2 separate regions of the Oryzias latipes genome follow, and region 2 is linked to region 1. Evidence: chromatin contacts called from public Hi-C data. All regions are on one chromosome and are shown on one strand. Each heading gives the region's core, a stretch centred on a gene start, on an enhancer-like site or on the middle of the called end of the contact. The rest is flanking DNA. Distances are from core to core; before and after follow the strand shown. Region 1 has its middle 11 kb from the start of LOC111947839. Region 2 holds the start of LOC101161892 (nuclear factor interleukin-3-regulated protein-like).

Region 1 (2,797 bases), core at 273-2,772:
CAGGGCACACATTCTTAACTCCCTCCTTCTCTTCCCCAAACCCTCCTCCTTCAGTGTGTGCATGTGTGTGTGTGTGTGTATGTGTGACTGGTCTTAGGCGACAACGACAATTAAAAAAGCAAAACAGATCCTTGATAAACAACATTACATTTCAGAAACTAAAACACAATTTAAAGAAAAAGGAAACAAAAAATTAAAAAAATTTGGAAAACAAAAGTAATTTGCAGAAATCAAAAGGAAAGTATGACGTTTGTCCATCATTTCCACTGAAGGTTATTTGGCATGAAGCGATTCTGGATCTGCTCATTACTTATTGTAACACTTTTATGAGTATGCGGACATTGAAGACATATTTGAAACAACTCAAATGTCAAAAATCGAACATCATCGAACATCATCATCCAATCAGTGATATCTTTATTAGCATTTCATTTTTGTTTCCTTTGTTTTTCAAAATGTTTCATTTTTATTTTGTGTTTTGTAATTGTTAATGTAATTGTAATAGTCAGTGTTTTGGTTTTCAGTTCTTCCTTGTTTTGTCCCCTCTTTGTTTGGGGTTTTTATCATGTTTCAGTTTATTGATGATTAATGTTTTAGTTTCTGTTCTCCTGCATTCTGGGTCCCAGATCACCAGTTCCTGACAGTAATGTTGTTTTTTTGAATGACTTGTGTTTGCTCTTTTACTTGTTGATCTTTCATATATCTTTGCGTTAAGCGATTTGTTGGTGGGATTTGCCCTTCAGGGCCACCATACATATTTTTTAGAAAATTAAGCTCAAAACTGCCTTTCTGAGTATTTCTTTATTGAAATAGAAAAACTGCTGTTTGAAAAAGAGTTGATTTGTTATGCAGAAAATACGCTGGGGGGGCCAAAGTCTCCCTGCTCCGCTCCATTCCGATGCATCCACTAGGAAACCACTGCATCCATGAACGTCTTTGTTTTCCTCGTCTGAGCTGGAATCTATATCAAAAACTTCACGGCTTTATAGCTCCAACATTGCTCGCCATTTTTGTTGTACCACTTATATTAGATTGGGGTGTGAGGGGCTGTGTGCTAGCGGAGGAGGGTGTAAACAAAGAGATGATGGGAAATGAAGGGCAACTTTCCAATAAACTCATGCTGCAGATTTCAGCTAAAAACGGAATAATCAGGATAAAGAGCACTGGAAACGCTTTAAGAATAGATCAGATGATAGGAGAGGGACTTTAGAAACCAGATCTGATTTGAACTGTTTTGTTGGTGGGTCAAAAATAGGTCAAATTTAGTATGTCATCACTTAAGAATCCTTAATATTCAGGGTGCCTCCAACACACCTTGATTTTCCTGCATTTTCTGGCTTAATATCGAGCCTTCCAGGCTCGTGTGAGCTCCTCCCGTCTGTTTGCAGCCTATTTTTGGACTGTTTAATGCCACTACGGTGGATTTTTGCACGTCAGGGTTTGTGTGCATGTGAAGGAGACTGTTTGTGCGTGCGTGGCCTCTTCCACTCTGAGTCACACAGTGACGTGATCAGGTTCACGGATCACTCACACGCCCGGCCTCAGCACATGGCTCTCAGACAACACACTTCCTGCCTTCACGTGCTGTCCATCCGTTCCACCTCTTTTCTTTCCCTCCTTCACTCACCCGTTCTCCCGCTCTGCCTGTTGCTCCAGAACCCTGGTGACCACTTCTCGGCTATTTTAGGAAAAGTGTCACTAACCTGGTTTGTTCTGTGCCGCAATAAAGGAGCTTTTGTTTTCCAATCCGCTCCCACTTAACCATCGTTTTTTCAAGAGCTGCATACAATTCCTGTCAAGATGAAACCTAAACTGTAGACATTCTTGCAAATCCCTGCAGGCTGTTGAAAGAGTTTTTTAAAACAATTTTTATTAGGAGGGCGAGACTGTGGGAATAGTTGTGCAGTTCATGAATCCATTTCCTCATGACTGAAGCGTGACAGCAATCGATGCTCCCGAAACAATGTGAAGTCTTTGTGTGATGACTGAAGGTTCAGGTTTGGTGACCCACATACTGGGAGAAATCCCAGTTTAGCCCTTTCAGGTGCAGCCTGTGTGTCTGAGCTCCAGAGACATCAGTCAGAGCCACTTAGGTGCAGCAGCAACACGAAATCCCCAACTTCACTTCTTATTTTCACGGCCCGGAAGTGGGATTTGTCTGGTTCTTCGTAAGCAACAGACTTCCACGAAAACAGCTGACTGCTGCCCACTCGCATGTCTCCCTGGAAGGTTACTCGGCTCCACAGCTTGGGGGCGACACAGATAAACGCGTCATGTAAGCAGTGACAGAGAAAACACAAACAACAGCTGATGTTTGGAAACCCTTCTGCTCAGAACCCGACCGCCCTGTTCCGCTCCCTCCGGGGATTTTTGTCTCCGCCTGGAGCGGGTTTTACGTAACAGCTCGTCTTACTTTCAGTAAAGGTGTTACTGTAACACGTTGAGCCATGGCTGCATGTGAGCAACGGCTCACATGGGGCCGGCGGTCCAGCCTCCTCCCCTCCCTCCCCCTCCAGGTGTTTGGATTAGGCCAGGAAGGATTGAGTGGCAGGCGGGACAAAGGAGGCCCTTACTGTAAACCGACTCCTCCTCGGTCACTGTTTACAGATTTACCTCTTTCCCCTCAGTTGGCCTCATTCAAAGATCTGTCATGTTGCTATTTAATCTTTGGCTCTGTACTATCAGAAAGTCCCTGAGCGTTGTGCAACTTTTATTGTGACAGGCTGTGAAATCAAGAGCCTCAGTTTCTTTGGAAACCTCTGCTCATGTGAGCCCTGCACCACAAACTATTGAGAGA
Region 2 (2,700 bases), core at 85-2,584, 42 kb after region 1:
AAAGCGGAACTTGAGGGCCAGCAGCTCCGCTCTGAGGCGAGCGTTCTCCTCCAGCAGGGCCAGCACCTGACTCTCCAGGACCATGTCGTTCACGCGCCGTTTCTCCCGCGAACGCTTGGCTGCCTCGTTGTTCTTTCTCCTCTTGTCCCAGTAGCCTTCGTCCTTCTTGTCGTGAGGGATGAACTCGCGCTTTCGCCGGTTGCAGCTCCCAGGACTCTCCTTGCGTTTGCTGGCTGAGGTGCGACCCAGGAGGGAGCGAGCCAACAGGCTGCTGGAGGTCAGAAGGGACACACTTTCATCCGTGAAGGACAGAGCAGCTCCTGCTGCTCCTTCCGCTCCTCCTCCTCCTCCTGCAGTTGCAGGTGAATCCATGGGATGAAGCACAGCCGCCTCCTGCTGCCTTCGCTCCTGAGACACCTCCTCAAACATTTTGCCCTGCAGAAGCTGAAAGATTCCTCTGTAGCGCTTTCTTTGTGATAACAGTGCCACCTAGTGTTGGAAAAAGAGGAAAGTTTTTTAGGTTATGCAAGAGACATTACAACACAATATTATGCAACCCCATTACATCTCTGAACAGGAGCAACTTGTACCACAACCTGAGGAGCCTCATTACATGACCGGATGAGATAATGCTGTCATTTCTGAACATTTTAGAAGAATGATTTCAAGAATGAATTTGAAAGACTATTAATTTAGTATATGAAGTCTCTTCAGGAGCGTTTGAAATCTGTAGAGAGTTTCTGGCTAGAGAGCTGAGCTTCATCAGCTTTGACCCACATGTTTATCAGGAACAAGCCGCTCTTCCATCACATCTCAGCTGACCTGATTCAGTTCAGTTCATGTCCTGACTCATTTAAAACACATGGCATGTCAGAAGACTTTACATCTTCAAGCAATCCCTTTATTTAGATTTCACTTTGAACAGCTTGAATGATCACATTTTTTACTTTAAACCTCAAAACTTGAACCATTTTAATGTTCCTGGTTAAGAGAGTTGTTGAACTGTTTGAAAAATTAGTAAAAAAAAAACTTTGATAAACGTACCTGTGGGATGTTTTTCCCCCCTCTCTCTCTTCTTAAATCAGCTGGTGCCTTTGCGTCCTCTCCACCTCAGAAAGCCCGTCCGTGTCTGTCCGGATCCGACCCAGGCGCGCTGATGAAAGCGCATTCACTGCTCGCGGTTACTTAATATTATCTCCGGCGCGCGCGCTGCGCTTCCACTCTGCTCCACTTGGAATGGCACAGCTCCTATTTGTAACGTGGAGTTCAGCTCAGGACGGACCCCGTCCTCGGCTGAACCGGCGCGACCCCGTCGGTGTGCGCGCTCCCGACGCCGCCCCTTTCCAGGGAAAGCGAGCCCCTTCAGGCACCATCATCATCGTCATCTGCCTCCGTGGCCACGCCCACTCAGAGTACATCGTCACAATTAGATAACGTTGCCTCTGTGCTTGTCTTTCTGAAGGCAACAAGTGTGAATAATCACAGCTCATCCAGTCATCCTGCTGACACATTTCTGTGGCTTCACGAGCGCATCAGCTCTTCATCAAGCTTCTTCATTTAATTCAATTTATTCCAATTATTGTCCTAATAAATTTTGGGAAAACAAGATAAACTGACAAAAGATATATGTCAAAAAAAGAACTTCTACTAAAAAGAAAATAAAGGAATGAAAAACGCATCAGAGGAGCATCACAACTCTAGCGGCGTCAAAAACCAGTGGATGAAAATGGGTCATTAAACATGACTCAAAAACCTCTTTTGTGTATGTTTGTGTGTGTGTGTGGGGGTCATCCTTACCACATTCTGCCCTCCCCAGCATTTGTTAACCCTTCGAGGCCCAACACAAATTCATAAAATTCTCTTGGTTTGGTGCTCAAAAAGATCAAATACATTTTTTATAAACAAATGTTTTTATTCTACAAAAAGTTGTGCACCCACTGGCCACTTTTTCAGGCACACCTGTCCAAATGATCTGTAATGGAAATTTTCTTATTATCCAATCACATGGCAGCAACTCAATGCATGTAGGCACGTAGACGTGGTCAAGACAATCTGCTGCAGTTCAAACCGAGCATCAGAACGGGGAAGAAAGGTGACGGAAGTGACTTTGAATGTGGCTGTTGGTGCCACACGGGCTGGTCTGAGGGTTTGCTGATCTACCTGGATCAAAAGGTAGATTCAGATCCTGCATTCCCAAATGTTTCCGTTTCCCTGACTGTGAATGGACTTTTCCAGAAATTCAGACCTTGTATTTTTGTTTTTACTGCACAGTTTTTTTGTGTTTTTTAACTCTTCTGATGATCTTTGAGGCAGAGTGTGACTTAATTCCTGATGAGGAACAAGCTTTATGAAAATGTAGATGAATTGGGTCAGACCCTGTGAGCTGCAGTTTGGTGCAAGTTACTTCCAAGCTGTGGTCCATTACTTATTAGTTTCTGAGCAAAAGTAAGCTGTGACCTTACATTTTTATTACCTCAAAATGGCAATGGCATTACAAAACTTCCATACTATTTAAAGTTACTTTTATCATAATGTTTGCCAAAGTAGAGCAAAAATATTCTAAAGTCACAAATGTCCGGATTTCATGTAATGATGATTTCTAATAGTATAGTTTATGGTATGAAGGCCAGTTGTATGAATCACAAACAATCCTGATGAAAGTGTTGTGAAAAAAATGTTCATGTGCCAAAATCTGGGAAC

Evidence for each region. Hi-C and Micro-C count contacts between places; a contact is called where the count stands out from the background.
Region 2: a contact with region 1 is called in a Hi-C map of embryo, with 2.4 times the contacts expected there. The contact joins the promoter of LOC101161892 here to the enhancer-like site in region 1. A contact is called at or near these places in 5 of 5 Hi-C or Micro-C datasets (embryo, fibroblasts and gastrula embryo).

What each region holds. Positions count from the first base shown.
Region 1 is chr8:22,292,034-22,294,830 of ASM223467v1, forward strand. No RefSeq gene overlaps it. Among protein-coding and RNA genes, the nearest start is that of LOC111947839, 11 kb to the right of the region's middle. Within about 2 kb of position 1,523, at least 5 of the 8 cell types and tissues checked have an H3K27ac peak or open chromatin away from gene starts, as enhancers often do. A contact at or near this core is called in embryo, where this site is marked.
Region 2 is chr8:22,333,939-22,336,638 of ASM223467v1, forward strand. It overlaps LOC101161892 (nuclear factor interleukin-3-regulated protein-like), which reads right to left and starts at 1,335. Exons shown (of 2, transcript XM_004071983.3): 1 at 1,045-1,335; 2 at 1-489. The coding sequence starts at 429.